Linked DNA regions of Rattus norvegicus: region 1 is linked to region 2. The links are chromatin contacts, called in public Hi-C maps. All regions are on one chromosome and are shown on one strand. Each heading gives the region's core, a stretch centred on a gene start, on an enhancer-like site or on the middle of the called end of the contact. The rest is flanking DNA. Distances are from core to core; before and after follow the strand shown.

Region 1 (5,287 bases), core at 422-2,921, 34 kb before region 2:
ACTGCGCAGCCGTCCTCGGCTAGGCGCTCTCCGGGAGAGCCCGGCCATCCTGTATCTAGTTGTACTCCTTCCTAATGTTGCAAGGAAAATTGCCGGCCTCAAACTAAAGCGAGTGGAAGCGAGCCACTGGAAGTTTTCCAACAGTCCGACGCTGGCCATAAGCCCTCCCAGGCCTAAGACCACCCCCTCCTAACACTTCCTGGGGTGGGCTGTATTCTGGTCCCAACCGGAGTTCAAGTCCAGAATCCCCCAGGTAGAAGCCCCACTCCGGTCTATGCAGAAACCATGCCGCGAACCTCCGGCAAAAAGATTGCCAGTTGCTCCAAGTCCCGAGGAAGGTACCCACTGCAGGGCGTCCTTCCAGGACAAGGGGGAGGAGGGGGATGAGAGCAGGGCAATGGCATGGCCCTGGAATCCATTGCAATTCCAAACTTAAATGGAACGCCAGGCGCCAAAGAACAGAACAGAGATAAAAGAACCGAACCCTGCACTTCCTCTAGGCCGCCGAACTTTCACCATTAACATCCACAGGAAACCCCTCAACCTCCAAAAAGACGAAGCTGACCAAAATACCCTCCTTATCCGACTCAATGCCCTTATCTGTTTTGCCAGAGCCAAGCGCTGGCGGGAGCGTGGTCCGGGTGGGTTGGAACTTAAGCACTTCTGTGGACTATCCAGACCCGCAACCTCCGCCCCAGGATGCTTACCTTGCAGCGCAGCTCGCGGCCGGTGTGGATGCACAGTGCCCGGGACACATGCTCGCGCTCAGCTAGGGGTAGCAGCAGGTAGTCGGCGATTCGGCTGGGCCCGGGTGCGCTCACACAGCTGCCGCCGGTCCCCTGCGCCGAGGGTGGAGGCTGAGGACTGCAGGGCGAGCCGGGGGGACTGAGGTAGTCAGGGGGATTCGAGCACTCAGAGAGGCGCGGACACTTGGCCGCCACGGCCGCCGCGTCGTCCGTGTCCAGCAGGCGTTTGGCCGGGGTGCCCCGGGCAGCCGGGAACAGTAGAGCCGGTCCGCGGGGCTGCGAGGCGCCGCTCAGGGCAAAACGCACGGGACCGACCCGCATCGCGGCCCTGGCCGGAGCGGCCCCGGCTTTGTAAATCCCTGGATCCGCGCTACGACTTCCAGTCCGCGGGATGGAGTCTGCAGATAGAGCTTGGATCGGTCCCCAAAAGGAGCAAAACGAGAGCAGTTCCAGGACGCTGATGTTGTACACGAGAACCACACTGGCCACGCGTCCAAGGGTGGGAGGCCGGCTAAGGTCCCCAGACCCCGGCAGGCACCAGGTCTGGACGCCTCGCTGGCGGTGGCGGCCGCTATTGTTGCCGAGACCGTGGATAGCCCGGGACGTGGAGGCCGCCCGAGTTCCCGGGTGCTGAGCCTGGAGGACAGATTCCGCAGGCTCGTTGGCTTCACCGAGCAAACGCACTTCCCAAAGCAATTAGTCTTGAGTAAAAGCCGGTGCAACTTTTCCGCGCCGCTCGGGATCCTGCGCGCTCCTGGGCTCCAGGCGTGTGAGCGAGCGAGACGCGCTTAGAGAGAGTGACTGAATATGAGTGTGTGCCGCACTGATCCCGGCCAGTGCACTCCTTCTCCTTTTCCTCCACCTCCTCCGCCTCCCGGTGACTCACGCTGTATACACACACACACACTCACAGCCCGGGCTGTGTAAACAGTTGGGAAGCCGGGTTGTGCAATGAGGTGGCAGCGACGACTCCGGCCCCGTCGCCCGGCTAGCAGTCACCGGAGCGGAGGGAGGAGACTTAGGGGGAGAGGAGGTGGAGTTGGAGGCTGGGACAGTAGGGGTGGCCGGAGGCCTGGAGATGCTCCCGACCGCGCGCGCCTAGGCGCAGGTGGGAACGTCCTGGGACGCCTTGGGCGCGCACACGCCCCCCTAGGTTGGGCTGGGCAGCAGGCTGCGCGCGCCCTACCGCAGGCCCGCGGGCTGGTAGCCCAGGGAGGAGGCGGAGGAAAAGCTCCCGTGACGTCAGGTTCCCGGGGAAGTGGGCGGGAGGGGCGGGGCAGCGGGGGCGAAACGACTGCGGATTGGTGCACGCGCATCATTCACACAACACAATGGATCCCGAGCTCCGGGCGTCCGCGCGCACCTCCAGGCTCCGCACCGGCAACTGGCTGCGACCCAGCGGTCACGCCTTTACCCTGGTGGGTTCCCCCCGCCGCTCTGCATTCTGGGGAGCTCCCGGTGGAGCTGTGGGCGCCGCCGAGTCGCGGCTGCAGCCGGAGGAAGGGGCGAGAGGAAAGGTGATGAATTCCATTATCAGTCATTCACCCCCACGCGGTAGTTCCGGGGAAGACCTGTGCGTGGTAGTGAATGTGGCTTTTTTTTTCCCCTCTTTTCCTGCCCCCTCCCAACTCTAATCCCCAGCGTCTGTTCGCTTCCACAAATAGAACCTTCTGTTGGATGAAATAAAAGCAAACACTGGGCCTTCTGCTCTGCCTCCACCTCCACGCCCCTCCCGCGCCTGCCGCCCGCCCGGATTGCACGGAAATAGCCTCTCCAAGCTCCTGGGCCGCCCCTTCGCGGTGACTCGCAGAAAGAGCTTCCTGAGCTCCGGCCGGTGGGAAACAAAGGATGTGGGGAACTGGCGGAAGGAGCCCACGTGGCTGGCGCCAGATTCCTGTCCCCTCCAGCCTGCATACGCGCCGGAGGGTCTAGGGCGCCAATGCGGCCGGGAGTATTAGATACTGAGCTACGGGTCATTCTATCCACTGCTTGGGATACTAGGTCGCGTGTATACGTTCATGCAGTTTTGAGTTGTGTAAACAGCTTGCAACCACATTTTGTGTTGCTGGGTTTTGTTTGTTTGGCTTTTTTTTTTTCTTTCTTCCTCTCCACTTCTTTCGCAAACCAGGTCAGTTTGGAGTCTGGATCCTCACGAAGCATAGAAACTATTATCAAAATCCTTTCTTGTATTTATGCTGAATAATTAATTTTCTAAAACCAGGTCAAGCCCAAAAATAAATCCTTTTCATTATTAATTCTCCAGCCATTCAACAAACGCTAATTAAGCATCTCCAAGGGTTAGGCGCTGGGGATTAGGAGACTTAAATTGAAACAGTAATGATAATTGGCATCAGTTGTGGCGTGAGGGGGCGGGGGGGGGGCAGGCTCCTTGTTCTCGGCACTTGTATTTGGTATGCACTTTAGTTTTTGCACTCACTTTATAGGGTTACATTTTGCTCCATTTGATTCAAAAACAAAAACAGAAGCCTAGAACCCTTAACCTCCTTGCTGTGATTCAAAGACTACCGGAAGCAGTCAAGCTCTCCAGCACTCTTATAAACTCAGAGGAGACCACAACTTGCCAAGAAAGGAACCGTTAAGGAGGCCTCCGTCAGATTATGAGAACTGACCAGAGGAGAGCTATCTATGAACAGCAGCTTGGCCAGGAGAGGGAGGGATGCACAGAAGGGCAGGGCACTCTCCCCGAAGGGAGAATCTTGACAGGTTGTGGGGATCGAGGGTGTTTAGGACATAGCGCTAGATGCTAAGGTTTTTCTACCTGGCAAGATTCTCTCCTGAGCTGCCGAGCTGCAAGCTGGGCTTGTCGCTGGATAATGAACCCAGTACTATTATGGGTATCTTAACCTGAATGCTGTAACTTCCCTTTAGCCTCTTCTGGGAGAGACAACACCACAGAGCACTGTTGCCATGAGCTGAACAGGGACCCTCTTCTATCCTGCTCAGCTCCCTGATGGCCTTCACAAACTCACTGGGCTTTTTTGCCCAGTATGACCAGTGGGAGGCTCTGGAAGACCATGAGCAGGTGGGAGGCAGAAGAGAGTTACCAGGATTCATCCTTCTCCCTGCTTGGGCATCCATCGATAGCAACCTCTCTGTGTGATGATTGTCTGGACAGCTGCACTCCTCTTAGAGACTAGATTTTTCTCCCTGGTTGCTGCAAGGGAATATCATTGCTGTGACTGAAAAGGGCCGAGCTGCCCCTCACGGGAGGTCCACATCCAATGACTGTATGGTGGAAGGATAAAGCCCAGTCCATTTGCTAGGACCTGGATTACCTCTGCATTCCCCGTTTCCAAGCTTCCAGCTGGAGGAACAGAAACCTTAGATTTCAGTAAGCCTAGCTATTCCTCCTGCCCTATCCAGCTCTTTTCCTGCCTTCCCTTGCTGGGCACCTCATCCTCCATTCTGTTTCTCATTTCCAGTGGAGTATACTGCCTGGGGAGCCTAGTCCATGGGATCCTCTCTGCTGGGACCCAGCTCACTCCAAGGATTCTGGTCTCCTGGGATCAGGTGACATCATCTTATCCTCCAGTCCTAGGGTGACAGCAACTTCCTGATGCTAAATTCTGAGTCACCCACAGGACTATTCTTTGTTCTTTGATTTCTGCTCTTTGGATACTTTTGGAACTAGTTCCCCATAGGAAATCCATCTTGGTAAATTTGTTGACCTGAATTCCGTTTCCTTGTCTAGCACCTTCTCCACCAACCCTCAACTTAGTGCAAGACTATATACTAACTTCCTTCAGTGAGCTTCTGAACTGTAAAACATCCTTTCAGCCAACAGCAAATACCTACTGTGTGTCAGGGTACCTACTAAGTGCTGTGGACAAATGAAAGCTGCCTCCCTCGATTCCTTTTTCACACAACAATAGAGGAACCCTTGAAACTTGAACCTGATGGCAGCGGGCTCTGGCTTAACCCTGAAGGACTCAGAGAGGAAAGCCACATCTCATTAGAAAAGCAGGCCTTCGTTCAGGTCTCACTTCTGTTTCCAGACTTGCCTTTTTCATCTCCTGGTCTCTGTCCTATTTGTGCTAGATCCTGGCAGGGCCCCAAACACACCTGCCAATTCACACCTCTGCACAGTTGCCTGAAATGTTCCCTCCCACTAGCATCTTTCTTCTTCCTCTGCCAAACTAATGAGCTCTTACTCACCCTGCAAAACACCTTCTATATTTTCCCAGCACCTGCAGTCAGGTGTAAATTGCATCCAGCTGCAAGGACATCTCACCTCCCGTGACTCTTTTAGCTGGACTGCATTTCCAGGAAAGAAGAGTCGGACCATAACCACTCTGGCGCCAAGCTCAAGTTCTATCACAAAAGAGGGGTTCAGCAAGTGCCTGTGGGATGAGGGGCACCCACTAGGACTGCTGGCGATGGGGATTGTTGGGGAAAACAACATTTGGGCAGAGACAGGACTGGAAACTCCATGACACATTTCCGAGTTCAACACAGAAATCCCGCCTAGATGATGATAGGCTGTGGATAGCCCAAGAGAGCAGCAAGTTAAGCTTTGAAGG
Region 2 (5,037 bases), core at 979-3,478:
TGTGTCCTGCCTACAAGATGTATAGGGACAAAGAGAGCAGAGAGCAGAGACAGAGGGAGTGTCCAAGCAATGACTCACCATTGAGACCCACCCAATGGGCAAGAACCAATCCCTGACACTATTACTGATACTCTGTTATGCTTGCAGTCAGGAGCCTCGTATAACTGTCCTCTGAGAGGCTCCACCCAGCTGTTGATGGAAACAGATACAGAGACTCACAACCAAAAATTAGATGGAGCAGGGGAGTCTTGTGGAAGAGTTGGGGAAAGGACTGAGGGACCTAAAGAGGACAGGGCCTCCACAGGAAGACCCTAACTGGGTCAACTAACCTGGACCCTGGGTGGCCCCCAGAGATTGAGCCACCAACCAAGAGCAAACATGGGCTGGACCTAGGCCCCTGCAATGTGTAGCAGATGAGCAGCTTGGTCTTCATGTGGGTCCCTAACAACTGAAATGATGACCGTCCCTGAATCTGTTGCCTGCCTGTGGATTCCAATGGCCTAGCTGGGCTGCCTTGTCTGGCCTCAATGGGAGAGGATGCACCTAATCCTGCTGTGACTGATGTGCTGGGGAGCACACATGCGTGCGTGCGTGCGTGTGTGCGCGCGAAAGCACACACACACACACACACACACACCACACATACATACACACACACACACCACACATACACACCACACACATACAAACACACCACACACATACACACACACACCACACACATACACACACATACATACACACACACATACACACACACACCACACATACATACACACACACCACACACATACACACACATACACACACATACATACACACACATACACACACATACACACACATACATACACACACACATACACACACACATACACGCACACCACACATACACATACACACATATACACACACACACCACACATACATACGCACACCACTCATACACACCACACACATACAAACACACCACACACATACAAACACACACCACACACATACACACACACACACCACACATACACACACATATACACACACAGCACACACACATACATACATATACACACACCGCACACACACACACCACACACATACATACACACACACCACACACATACACACACACATCACATACACACACACATACATACATACATATACACACACACACACACACACACACACACACAACCAAGGGAGGCCTCCCCTTCTCATAGGAGGAAAGGGCAATTGAGAATGATCTCTGTGAGGGAGTACTGGAAGGGGGTCCTGATATTGGAATGTTAAGTGAATAATTTAAAAAAGAAGAAAGTCCACTGTTTGCCAGAAAGCCGCTCTGGGGATCTAGCCTGCAGCCTGTGCATCTTTGGGGGGATGCTTGAATGAACAGCCAAGACACAGTACCCCACTTCAATACTGATTCCTCCCTGCCTGTCCTCGAGTTACTGGAAGGAACCCAAGGTAAGGGCTGGACCAAGCCCTCGAGTATTTGTCTGTCGTTTTTGAGGCAGCTTACGTCATCCTGGCTGTTTTGAAGCAAGTTGGTACTTTGCAACAGTCTTCATACATCCTCAGGAACTCAGGCTCAGAGCACCTGTTCTCTGAAGGCAGGGTAGTGCCCCAGCCATACGTGCTCCCACCCAATATCAGAGCGGTGTTCCACAGGGCCTGTCTCCACCCTGCCCTGTCTCTGTGCACAGTGTTTGATTCAACCTGGCTGGATACATTTCCAAGAGGCAAGCAAAGTAGAGGACCCCTCTTCCATGCACAGCTAAAGGCTCCTGGGTGAGGAGAAGCTAATGGGAGGCGGCTCAGGTCAGAAATCGAAACTGGCACTTGTCCTCTGAACATCCAGCTGTTCCAAGAACACTCCACTTCCCCAAACCTTGCTTCTGAGTGTCCATCTCCACAGAGCTGAAGGGAGCGAGAACAGACCATCTGTGGCTTGAATGCACCCTCCGAGGCAGCCCCTCAAAGTGTGACTGGTGTCAGTTTGTCCTCAGGTAAATCATAAACTGCCAGCCAGCTATCAGCACACCTTAGCTTGTTTTCCTTGGCTGGCAGCACACAGCCTCCCTTGACATGTGCTCAATATGAGTTACATGTTATTTCAAAGACAAACAGACCCAAGGGGAAAATAGATCTGTAGCTGCAAGGGTTCCTGGGACTCAAGCTGTCTTCTCCCTGAGAAGTGCCCAAGACAGGCAGGGGATGTCACCTGCTTGGACACAGGCAGATAGGGACAAGCTGGTGAGCTCATGTTTACTGACTGGAAGTTGTCTGGAACTCACGACTGAGCTCTGGTGATGTGACCCAGGGCCGACAACACTGGGAGCCCCAACGTAGCATTTGTCCGGCTCAGACTTCTCGTGTGAAGCTCAGATTCATCGGTCAGCACAAACCACTCTTTGTGGAAGTCAGCGCTGTTGGCCGGTCGCAGTGGGCGGGCTAGCATGCCTTGATGGCTAGCCAAAACTTGCTTCCTGCTGGCATTGGTGCAATGTCAAGAGACTTCTTAGTTTAGTGCTGGGTAGGGCTTAGAGGGAGGGTCGTGGGAGAGCCCTGGTAAGTAGAGAAGTTTTGGGCCCCCATCCCTGCAAGAACCCTCCAGCAAACAGCCAGGAGGATGTAAAGTGCCTCAAAAATGCCTGACTGGAACTAGAACTTGGTAGAATACTTAATTAGCATTCATGAAGCCGTGGGTTCCTCTCAGTACTCCCAACTGTAAACCGTGGTGATTTTCATGTGAGTTATCAGTTAGGACAAGGCTTTTCAAAAGTCAACACCTTTTAAAACAATCGCATAAGGAGCAAGCGGTGACAGAAGTGTGATGGGAACACTTGAACAATTGGTGGTCAGGAAGCACAGTCTTGGAAATTTCAACACACACACACACACACACACACACACACACACACACATTAACTGAGGCTCGCTCTGAGTGGAGTGTCTGGTGCACGGGGTGGGTGACTGGAGGTCTCCGTCAAACCCCCAGCATTAGTTTCTTTTTCATCCCTGACAGAAAGAACATGAGGGAGGAAAGCTTTGTTTTGGCTGAGAGTTTCATCAGGAAGTTATCTGTCTACCATGGCCAGGAAGGCATGACACCTGGGAAGGAAGCAGGACCATGTGACAGTGACTCCTGCCACCCATGCTGGGTTGGGAAGTAGGAAACACAGGAGGGAACCGGAAGATACAAACTTCCTCCAGCCAGGCTCAACCTCCTAAAGTGGCGTCACTAAGTAGGAACCAAGTGTCCCAACTCGTGTGTGTGTGTGTGTGTGTGTGTGTGTGTGTGTGTGTGACATTTCACATTCGAACCATAATACATCTGTATACTTCCAACACACATGACACAAAGGTTGGCATGGTGAGGAGGGATGGAAGGTGTTTCTATCTCTCTGTCTTACTGACACTTCACTCGAGGCTGAGCCCTGGGAGACAGATGTGAAAAGATGCTCTCAGGAGAACCATCAAACCCAAGCCAAACAGTGAAATCTTCCCTGGCCAAGAGAGATTCATCAATCAAATTGGGAGGGAGTCCTTCAGCTCATGAGGATGTTAAAAAAAAAAGAAAAGAAAAGGAAAAAGTAGAAGTTAAAAAGACAGGGTAGCCAATACTTCATATTTATCTAAGGATCTTCAAAAAGTAGAGTGGCTGGGCGTGGTGACACACACGTTTAGTTCCAGTACTAGGGAGGCATACAGATCTCTGAGTTCCAGGCCAGTCAAGGCTACTGTGCCAATCTTGCCTCAAATCAACAAGAAAAGGTTATTTTATTTTATGGGTGTGTTTTTGTTTGCATATGGAAGGGCACTGTGTACACTCTTCATGTTCTCAGAGGTCAGACGAGGATGTCAGATCCTGTGGATCTGGAGTTACAGGTGTTCATGAGCTACCATGTGGTTGCTGGGAGCCAAACCTCGGCTCTTTGCAAGCAGTAAGTGCTGCCAACCACAGGACAGTCGGCCTACATTCCTGCTTCTTTTCTTCGACACAGTTACACTCTATAGATCTGTTTTGGAACTCTTAGACATCTACTTTCCTCTGTCTCCCAAGTGCTAGGTAGGATTAAAGGAGTGTGTCACTACACAGTCTTTTGAGCTTTTTCACTTAGAATCTTTATCATCTATCTATCTATCTATCTATCTATCTATCTATCTATCTATCTATCTATCTATCTATCTAATAATTTCTTAAAGAAGCCATTAGCTTCATGAGGCATGGGAGGGGTTGGAGGATGAGAGGGAAATGACATAATCATATTTTAATTAAAAATAAAATAGATTTAAGAAAAGAATATAATGTTAAGAAGCTGTGAGTGGCTATCTGTATATTTGTGCTCTGTTTGGCTCTATAAATCAAACATGAGTCCATTCAGGTATACCTTGATGTCACCTGTGAAGTGTCAGAACCCTGGGCCCTGGCCCAGGAGTCTAGCTAACTGGGCTTAGGATGGACCTGGGAGTCTGAATTCTAATCAGCACTTCAAGTGGCTCATGAAGAGATCCTGGGTCTGACTGTGAGAAACTTAATGTGTTGGGGACACATATGCCTTAGATGGGAGACCACAGCAGAGCACCGGGAGGTCAGAGGGGAGGTTGCATCTGGCAACACGAGCTTCTCATGTTGCTCTGAGAACGAGAGCTTCATTACTTTGTGGCACCAGGGAGTCCTTTCAGGGTAGGGCCTGGAATGCTGTATCTATCTCAGAACTGGGACTTCAAGAGGTTCTGACCTGGGGTGGGCTGGGATTGACACAGGCAGCTGGAGGGAGGGGAAAGGGAGTAAAGGAAGAGATTACAATGAAGATCTTATGTTTGTAATCCAGTGGGTTGTTGTGAGGTGGTAGTAAGGGGCTGGTGCATTGCTTTTCAGTGGTCCACAAAGCCTTGCATCACGTAGTCATGGTTTTGCTCTGGCATCTGGCAGAAGGAGCCTATCATTGGTGTAGGGTATTTTCTCCCCCTTGGTGATGGAGAAGTCCCCTCTTTTGTCTAGGAAATGACAGACAGGTACTGATAACAAAGAAA

Evidence for each region. Hi-C and Micro-C count contacts between places; a contact is called where the count stands out from the background.
Region 1: a Hi-C map of mammary epithelial cells shows a contact between it and region 2, with 2.8 times the contacts expected there. The contact joins the promoter of Trib1 here to the enhancer-like site in region 2. A contact is called at or near these places in 3 of 12 Hi-C or Micro-C datasets (frontal cortex, liver and mammary epithelial cells).

Annotation. Positions count from the first base shown.
Region 1 is chr7:93,092,385-93,097,671 of GRCr8, reverse strand. Trib1 (tribbles pseudokinase 1) reads right to left here and starts at 1,671. Exons shown (of 3, transcript NM_023985.1): 1 at 708-1,671. The coding sequence starts at 1,067. LOC690120 (hypothetical protein LOC690120) reads left to right here and starts at 2,079. Exons shown (of 2, transcript NR_131067.1): 1 at 2,079-2,263; 2 at 2,411-3,001.
Region 2 is chr7:93,059,307-93,064,343 of GRCr8, reverse strand. It overlaps a transcript of Nsmce2 not described here. Among named protein-coding and RNA genes, the nearest start is that of Trib1, 34 kb to the left of the region's middle. Within about 2 kb of position 2,228, at least 45 of the 93 cell types and tissues checked have an H3K27ac peak or open chromatin away from gene starts, as enhancers often do. A contact at or near this core is called in liver, where this site is marked.